Linked DNA regions of Mus musculus: region 1 is linked to region 2. A link is a contact called in public HiChIP or PLAC-seq data. All regions are on one chromosome and are shown on one strand. Each heading gives the region's core, a stretch centred on a gene start, on an enhancer-like site or on the middle of the called end of the contact. The rest is flanking DNA. Distances are from core to core; before and after follow the strand shown. Region 1 holds the start of Plaur (plasminogen activator, urokinase receptor). Region 2 holds the start of Dedd2 (death effector domain-containing DNA binding protein 2).

Region 1 (4,476 bases), core at 355-2,854, 760 kb before region 2:
CTCAGACCTTTGCTGTCTCAACCTTCCAGATGAGCTTGCAGCACAGAGAGGCTAAGAAAGACACCTGCTAATGATCAGTAAGTCACACAGCCCTCACAGTCTGGGGCCAGCCCCCTACTCTCTCAGTTAGGACCTCTTAGAGGAAAACTTTATTTGGGCATTTTTATTTTTATTTTTCACCTTTTACCTTATCTTGACATTAAATCAAGCCAAGCTGGGTGTGTGGCTCAGTGGTGGAGCCCCTGCCTAGCCTCCCCCAGTGAGGGGTTGGGGTGTGGCTCAGTGGTAGAGCCTCTGCCTAGCCTCCCCCAGTGAGGGGCTGGAGGCGTGGCTCAGTGGTAGAGCCCCTGCCTAGAATCCCCCAATGAGGGGCTGGGGGCATGGCTCAGTGGTAGAGCCCCTGCCTAGAATCCCCCAGTGAGGGGCTGGGGGCGTGGCTCAGTGGTAGAGCCCCTGCCTAGAATCCCCCAGGGAGGGGCTGGGGGCGTGGCACAGTGGTAGAGCCTCTGCCTAGCCTCCCCCAGTGAGGGGCTGGGGGCGTGGCTCAGTGGTAGACTCCTTGTCAATCCTGCAGGAGACCTTGGGTTCCGTGTTTCCCAGCTCAGGCTTCAGTGACTCGGTACTCACAGCAGTGACATCACTACTGTACGGGTGCTACTCATTGCTCTCTGCTCTCTCTGGTTCCCACTCATCAGCCACACTGAGCCGCTCTGAGTGATTCTTTGCCCTCAGGGCTTTTGCGATGACTCTTTCCTCTCCCTCAAAGGCTTTCTGTAGGAATCCACTAGACTTCTTGCACACCTTTCCTGGCTGCCCTCCGCATCACCCTCCCAAAGCAATTAAGCCATTTACCTCTCTCCCTACAGTTTGTTCCTCTTTCAACTTGTTTTTCCCCTGGTTTCCGACTGATGGGAGAGATTAGATAACTAATGTATCCTCCCCATCGTAATGGCAGAGGGTGGCGTCCTTGTGTTTCCTGCTGTGTTCCAGTTCCTGGAACAGTGCCCAGTACCCAGGAGGTCCTTGGTCAGGAGCTGAAGGAATTTTGCCCTCTAGTTTGGCAAGTTAGTGTTCCACATGATTTCCCTACATGGAATTGTACCGCCTCGGCCAAGGATGGTAGCGTGCCCATGATCCAGACTCGGGGGAGACTGAGGCAGGAGGTTCCTGAGTTCAAGGCTGGTCTTCATAGCAAGACTCTCTCTGGAGAAACTCAAATAAAACAAACTTTGAAAACATAAACTCTGATTGGTAAGAAATAGCCAAGGCTAGAGAGGATTCTAACCCTTGCTATTTGGTTGTCTTCCTTTCTCCATCATAGTCTCTCTCTCTCTCTCTCTCTCTCTCTCTCTCCCTCATCCCTCCTTCTCCCTCCCTCTCTCCCTCCGTTCCTCCCTCCCTCTTTCCCTCCCTCCTTTTTTGAGACTGCATCTTACTATGTATGGAAGGGGCAGAGTTTCTTGAACTATGGAAGAGGAAGGGCTGGGGGGGGGGGGCGGGGGCGGGGCGGGGGGAGGCGAGGCAACCCCTGGAGCTGACTCACTCTTTAGCAAACAGTGGGAGGAGCCCTAGGGTCACAAAACTGTCTTCTTCCCCTCGGTCAGTCTAGAGCAGAGGTGAAGGAAGAACCCATGGGACTCCCAAGGCGGCTGCTGCTGCTGCTGTTGCTGGCGACTACCTGTGTCCCAGGTAAGAGCTGCGTGGTGGCACCGGGCGTGAGCTAGAGGAGGATGGCCCAGCGCTCCACCCTTCTATCCAGCTATTCTCCGGGTGTGTTCTCAGGCTCCACGTGGCACAGTCAGACTCCCGCAGGCATTCATTTAGTAAACGCTGATCCCTGGTGCACAGTGCCTGGCACACTGGAGGACGCGGAGGAACAGAGAGGTTAAGAAGCTGGTCCAAAGCCTCACAGCTAGGGGTTGAATGATAACTGGACATGTGACCTCACAGCCACTCCCCACAGTGTTTTGGTCTGTGTGGGGATCCCACTTTGGGACAAGACAGGGGCTCAGGGGTCTACATCTCAAAGGTCCACAGAGTTCAGCGGGAGCCCAGGGCCTGTCCCTCGAATACACTTGTCTTTTACTATGTTATGTCCTCAGCCTTCTTCCTCCAGGAAATGCGGGGGAAATGGTGTTGAGAAAGTAGAGGGAAATGGGGAAGGAATTGAGTCAGGGTTTGGCACGGTGAATAACTCGGAAAGCCCTCTCTAGTCCGCGGGAGACCGGAGATGATTAATGGGGTGGGAAAAGATCTCTGGCGGGGCCTGGGTGGTCTGGGAGCTAGAGGGGGGAGGGGTGGGGGTGCAAAGGGGAGGGGCTCTTGTTGAAGAAAGGATATCTGGCACAAAGGGACCGGCTCTAAATTGCAGACCGGATCTCGGGGCTCAGACAGGACAGTTCTTACTGTGAAATCCAACCCCGGGAGGAGGGGACCCTGGAGTGGGGCTGCCACCTGGGGTCAAAACTGGCTGTGTGGTTCAGGACAGTTACTTAGCCTTTCTGTTCCTGGAACTTGTCTGGGAAATGGGGGCCAGACTAAGGCTAGGCTGGTGCAAAAGTTCTGATTAGAAACTGGGCAGTCGGGGGCTGGAGAGATGGCTCAGTGGTTAAGAGCACGGACTGCTTTTCCGAAGGTCCTTAGTTCAAATCCCAGCAACCACATGGTGGGTCACAACCATCTATAATGAGATCTGACGCCCTCTTCTGGTGCATCTGAAGACAGCTACAGTGTACTTACACATAATAATAAATAAATCTTTAAAAAAAAAACGAAAAAAAAAACTGGGCAGTCTGAGGCGGGGGGCTATAACATTGGCGAGACGTGGCCTAGGTGAAGACCTGCAGGAGGGACTTCGGTCCTGGGGTGGGACAAACGTTTGGGGGCTGAGGTGGGTCTTTGAAAGTGGTTCTCAACCTTCCGAATGCTATGATCCTTTAATACAACTCCTCACAGTTTGGTGACCTCCGACCATAAAATTATTTTTGTTGCTACTTCATAACTGTAATTTTGCAACTGTTAGAAATCTTCATGTAAATATCTGATGGGCAGAATATCGGATATATGACCCCTCCTGAGGGTGAGAACAGCTGGGCTGTGTGCTGTTAAGCCCCGGCAGGGCTAGTCTACCAAGAACAGAGTAGAGTGTGATGGGAAAATAGCCTTAATTCCAAGGCAGGTGGATTTCTGACTTTAAGGCCAGCCTGGTTTACATAAATAGTGACCAGCCATAAATAGTGAAAACATTTCAGAAATATTTAATAAAATAATATAAAGGTAGGAAGAGAATTTAGGGAAGGAGCCAGAGTATGGGAACTAGCGTCTAGAAGGAAGCATTAAGCATGGTTAAGGAAGCCAGGGGCAGGGCTAGAATATTGGGCAGAACTGGAGACTCTGAGACAGGCAGGAGCTACGGGCTGGGACTAGAACCTAGGAGAGTGTCGGGGAAGGGGGAGAGAATGTTTTTGGAGGTAAGCTCAGTTGATTATCTTGGAGGGCTACTGGGCAGGGTTAGAGCTTCAGGAGGAAAGATTCATGTCTTGGAGAGAATCCTGAGGAGTAGCTAAGGAAGAGGATGGAATGGGTGGACAAGGGATAAAGATCCAATGTCCAGAGCTGACCAAGTAGAGAGGACACAGGACCTAAATGGGACCCAGGGTAGAAAGTCCTTTCAAGAACTAGAAAGAAGGTGTTGGGGATTTAGCTCAGTGGTAGAGGGTTTGCCTAGCAAGCGCAAGGCCCTGGGTTTGGTCCTCAGCTCTGGAAAAAAAAAAAGACAAAAAGAACTAGAAAGAAGAAGAGTTAGAGGTTGGGAGATGGGGCGGGGGGGGGGGGGTCGCATGCCTTTGATTCAAGCATTAGGGAGACAGAAGTGGGTGGATTTCTGTGAGTTCAAGGCCTCCATCCTGGTCTACAGAGCAAGTTTCAGGAAAGTCAGGGTAACACAGAGAAACCTTGTCTTGGAAAAAAAGGAAGGAAGGGGGCAAAAGTGCAGAGTTAGAATGAATGGCAGGTGATGCCTGTCTGTAATCCTCACACACAGGAGGATGAGGCAGGAGGATTGCTGTGAGTTTGAGGTCAGCTTGGACTATATAGATCTTAGAGAGAGGGAGTGGACCATGGGCAATCAGGGCACAATGCATGCATCCAAGGGGAACAGGCCTAGATCAGTTTCACACCATGGTGGGGTGGGAGGCAGACCCTGGCCATCACCTCTGACTCCTCTCCTCTCCTCTCCTCTCCTCTCGCCCAGCCTCCCAGGGCCTGCAGTGCATGCAGTGTGAGAGTAACCAGAGCTGCCTGGTAGAGGAGTGTGCTCTGGGCCAGGACCTCTGCAGGACTACCGTGCTTCGGGAATGGCAAGGTGAGGCTGACCACCCCCCCAACAACCGATAGCAAACAATAGGCCAGGAAACCATCTCTCTCCAGATTGTAAAGATATACAAAAGTTTAAACGTCTAACAAGGGTGGAGAGGC
Region 2 (4,735 bases), core at 332-2,831:
GTGTGACACATTTTCATGCCCCCCACCCCATTTCAAACGCCACCTTCTTAGGAAAGTATTCCTTTGTTGTTACCTCTCCTCATTCTGGGGGTACTCTATCCCTCTCTACGACCATATCCAAAGCTAAGTTCCTTATTTACTATTAATTGACTTCTCCACTAATACAAGTTTCGTGGAGTTGGCATCTTGGCTGTAACTTCTCTGTAGCCTCACATGCTGCAAGGTACCCAGCGTCTCTGAACCTGTTGTTTTCCCTGGGGGCGGGGGAGGGCTGTCAGGTGACAGTGCCTATGAAACCTTTCCTATGAAAGGTTTGTCTCTTCCTGGCATAAAAAGTTCCACAAACAGTGGCCACAATCATTACTGATATGGCCGAATCCCACAAGCTCACTTCTACCTAAGCCATACCCTCTCACTGTTGAGTTTCTCGCTGTGAAATAGGGGAGACTGTATATCCTTATCAGGGAAGTACAGGGGCCCAGAGGGAGCAAGGTGTTTCTGCAACTTCCTATTCAAACCCTACCTGGCCGGCGCCGCTTGCGCGCCAGATGTGGCAGGAGGTCGTGACGGGCTAGCACGCGCAGGAGTTGGCTCAGCAGCCGCAGGTTGCTCTCGTCGCACTGCCCGCGGCGTTCCAGCTCCAGAAGCAGCTCCAGGCCGCTGCGGGCGCGGGCCAGGCCGCCGGGGGCGCCGGGGGCCTCATCCAGCAGGAAGGCCAGGAGCTCCAGTTCGCACTCGGTCAGCTGCCCGCCCACTACCTCGAACATACGGTGAAGCGACAGCATGCCGTAGTAATCCAAACACTCATCCTCCTCCCAGCTCGGGGCCGGGGTCGACCCGGACAACGCCATTCCCAGGGGAGGGGTGCGGAACAAGCTCAGAACCAGGGCCTAGAACCCACACGGCGGGGAGGAGGTCGTGGTCAGCGACACAGTGGCTCAAAGCCCACAGAGGCCAGAGCGTGGGCCCCGCAAGGTGTCTCCGGGCAGAGTCGCCCCCCACACCCTCAACGGTCTCAACCTCTCTCCCTCCCACGGACAGGAATGGTATCGCCCGAGATCCCATAGTAACAGGTCGAACGCTAGACCCCACCGGTCCACATCACTGTCGGGAGGACCAAGCCCAGATGCCCTTTTCTGAGTAGTACGTTTCGAACTTGCCACCGACTGACCTAGACGACCAGCTCGAATGAGCTACATGGCCCATTGCAGGGCACCTTGTCCACTGCCCGGTGACTTCGGATGGCAAATGTCCGGTCATAGCCCTCGGGTTCTGTCCACTAGTACCTTCCTGCTAGCTCCAACATCCCACTCAAGTGATACCTTTCAAAAGTGACCCTCGGCCCCCTGCAAGTGGGACCGACCAAGACAACCCTGAGCGCCACACAGGTGGTACTGTCTGAATCCGACCCCCCCTCCCTGAAAGGGCGATCGATCCTGCCCTCACCCGAGCACCCAAGTGGTTCCAGCTACCCTTCACCAGTCACCTTTAGGCCTCTCTTATCCTCACCAGATTCCAGCGTCCGATGACTTCTGGGCGACGGCCGCAGCCACTTGTTTTGGATCTTTCTGGCACCTTCTCTATTATTACGCCTGCGTCACCTCGCTCCTCCTCTTTCGCCCAACTCGCGCAGGTGCGACCGCCACGCCCCTACAGCGCAAGCGCAGAATCAGACCTCAAGCTCCACCCCTTCCAGGACTCCAGATCCGCCCCTAACCCAAGCGTCCGGACTCTCCCTTGCTGCGCTTGCGCAAGAGCAAAACCTCGCTGTGTCTTGCTCTTGATGGTGGTTTCAGGCTCGGTGTGTGTCCCCTGAATCCTATGACACGACCTGGTGGAATTACTCATCCCACAGACTACCTCTTCCTCCTGATCACGTCCTAGACACCCACATGACCAGTGCCAACAGCTGTCAGCGCAAAGTAAACCAGTCACGAGGGTCCCGACTCCCTGGAGCGCTCAAGGCTCATAATCAGGACTTGTAATACAGTATGCCCCATTCTGGTGGCAACCAGAAACCTACAACTCAACTCTGCTGTCTCAGATCCTACATGGAAATTCTTGCTCATACAGCTCCCCAGCCCCAATTTATAAATTCTCCAGTCGCAAGCAGCAGAATGATACCTCTTCCCAAATCTCAATAGACCTTGCCACCCCCTGTGTGCAGCACATTCCGAAGACGTCCATCAGCACCTCCTATCATAGACACCACACCCACGGTTAGAACAGCCTTTGTACAATCGCTTCTGAGCCCTCTTGAGTCTTGGAGCCACCCAGATGCCCCTCCTAACCTGCACCTATGAGAGCAATCCTGTCACAGAAGTGGAGGCTAGGGTGTCTTCATGTCCCCTACACGAGGCCTTGAGCGTGACGGTCGCTCCTCCTCCCCCACTTAGGTGACTCAAGGTCAGGGCCAGCACGTGCCTAAGACAGGTCTCTTCTAGGACTGGTTTCCACCCCCGGAATTGTCTCCCTAAGGGGCGGGAGGCTCTGGCTCAATGCTGGCTGTTTGTTTCCCTTTTCTGGGCCTTAGCTTTTCCACCTGTGAAACGGATGGCAGTGGAGTCCACGGTATGGGCTCTCTGTGTGAATATCATTGAATCAGACAAAGAATGGGAGGAAGGGGAAAGCTATTTATAAACGGTAAAGCTTCTATGATGGGTGGGCTATAGTGAGTACTACGGTGTATCAGGCCCCGAGCCGAACATTTTTATGTGTATGACAAAATTCAATGCCTTCAACAACCTTTCAGGAGATGCGATTCCAGTCCACTTTGCACGTAAGCAAAAACTGAGGCGGCGCAGGAAAAGTACAAGTGTGTCTGGCTTTTTAGTTACGCTGTCAGAAACGCTCAGTCTCTTCTGCTACGAGATAACACCTGTCAAAGTCTCGCACCGCCACGTTCATTTGTGCGACCTCGCTCTATAAGGATGCACACTTTTCTCCGCTGAATTTTCAAACAGCAGGAAAGGAGCGGCCCCGGAGAACTGCGCAGGCGCCTCTCCTGGTCCCGGACACCGCCTCCAGGGCACTGGTGTCTGCGTGGAGAAACTCGCGGAGCCCCGCCTGACTCCCAACACGCAGGCGCGAGGGCGCGTGCCCTGCGCTACCAGCTCTGATTGGCTGCCTCTCCTGAGAGCACCGCCCAATGGGAGGCGTGGATAGTGAAGGGTCCTACACTACTGGAGTGGAGGGTCTGTGTCAAGAGCGGCAGGGGCTGCTTGGAGGTAAGAGAGATGGGTGAGGGCGCCGCAGGGCGGGCGGGGAAGAGAGCGCTGGGTGTAAGGAGAGAGTGGAGGAAGAGGGAAGGGTACGCTCAGGGTCGGAGAGCCTTGGGGCCTGCGCTTGGGGCTGGAGCAGCGCGGGATGATCGACAGCTCCTTCCTGTGTGCCCTAGAGGCGTCGTTGGATCCCCTGCTTGTGCTGGCCTCAGCTTGAGCTCGCTTGCACACCCCACCCCTGCAGGGGGCTCTCACGCTGCAGAGAAGAGGAATCTGGTAGGAGGGAAAAAAGCAGTGTAGCGGGAAAGTTGAACTTTCAGGCCCCTGGTGTAGGTGCTTAGATCTCCTTTCCGTATACAGAGGTATTAGCTGAATTCCACCTACCCCCTGACACGGTGTAGGACTGGGAGGGAAAAGAATGCAGGCGGAAAAGTGTCCATTTCGGGATACCTGTGCTACTTTCTAGAAGGACAGTGTTATTAGGATTGTGTGCAAGTTAAGTGAGTTTTGGAAGGATTGAGTTGGATGAAATTCAGAGAGCACATAGGATTGGGTCCTGTGCACCATGTTTTTCTGTGTATGAGCTCATCCATACTTTGTAAAGTTTGGGCATCCGCTCCTTACCTGCTACAAGCCATGTAGCATGCTCTGATCCAAGCCAGGGGAGTTCTGTCTTGGCAGTGAGGCTGTAACTAAGGCAGAATGCTAACCTCCCCCACCCCCAGCCCATTTGATTGTTTCTAAGAAAATCCTTTATGGACTGGTTCGGACTTAATGAGGAGCCAGGCAGGTGTAGTGGCACCCGCTTTCAATGTCAGCACTGGGGAGGGAGAAGCTGGTAGATTTCTGTGAGTTTGAGGCCAGTCTGCCCTACATAGTGAGTTCCAGATAGGCCAGGGTTACAAGATGAGATGCTTCAAAACAGAGCGCACTTAATGGGGTATTTGGAATTGGTAGATAAGGAAAGTTTGGTTCCTGAGCATTTAGCAAGTCATTTATCTGCAAATGGTTTATTGGTCATCAACTAATAACAGGGCCTTGTACTGGGCTATGTATCATGGAAATGCATAAAATGGGTAGACATGTAGTGTGCACAGAGATGGTTAAGGTCCCAGGACATCGTCTATAGGGAGCCTTAACTCGTCACTGAATGAGTCTGTGTATTTACTGTGTGCTGGGCACCTTTCTTGGCACTGGAAACACCTCGGTGGTGAAGAGGCTAAGATCCCTGCCCTCTGGGAGCAGTACATGAGCAGCCTGTATGCCAGGGCTACCAGCTAAAGTCTCCATGCTCCTGGCATGAGCACAAGTAAAGAGGTAAGGAAAGTGGCCGATGGCACTTGGGAGGCAGAAGAAACAAGGCTGAGAACCAGACGTCCCCGTGTACATACTGAGTGAGGTCAAGGCCAGCCTTTGTACATAGACTGTCTCTACAAAACAGAACCAGCAAGGCAGTGGCGGCGCACAACTCTAACCCCAGCACTTGGGAGGCAGAGGCTGGTGAATCTCTGTGA

What was found. HiChIP or PLAC-seq counts read pairs in DNA pulled down with a chosen protein or histone mark.
Region 1: a contact with region 2 is called in an HNF4G HiChIP or PLAC-seq map of pancreatic cancer cells. The contact joins the promoter of Plaur here to the promoter of Dedd2 in region 2. A contact is called at or near these places in 1 of 39 promoter capture datasets (pre-B cells) and 2 of 115 datasets of contacts at active chromatin or transcription factors (bone marrow-derived macrophages and pancreatic cancer cells).

Annotation. Positions count from the first base shown.
Region 1 is chr7:24,460,879-24,465,354 of GRCm38.p6, forward strand. Plaur (plasminogen activator, urokinase receptor) reads left to right here and starts at 1,605. Exons shown (of 7, transcript NM_011113.4): 1 at 1,605-1,689; 2 at 4,253-4,363. The coding sequence starts at 1,632.
Region 2 is chr7:25,218,278-25,223,012 of GRCm38.p6, forward strand. It overlaps Dedd2 (death effector domain-containing DNA binding protein 2), which reads right to left and starts at 1,582. Exons shown (of 5, transcript NM_207677.3): 1 at 1,487-1,582; 2 at 524-890. The coding sequence starts at 851. It overlaps Zfp526 (zinc finger protein 526), which reads left to right and starts at 3,148. Exons shown (of 3, transcript NM_175436.5): 1 at 3,148-3,227.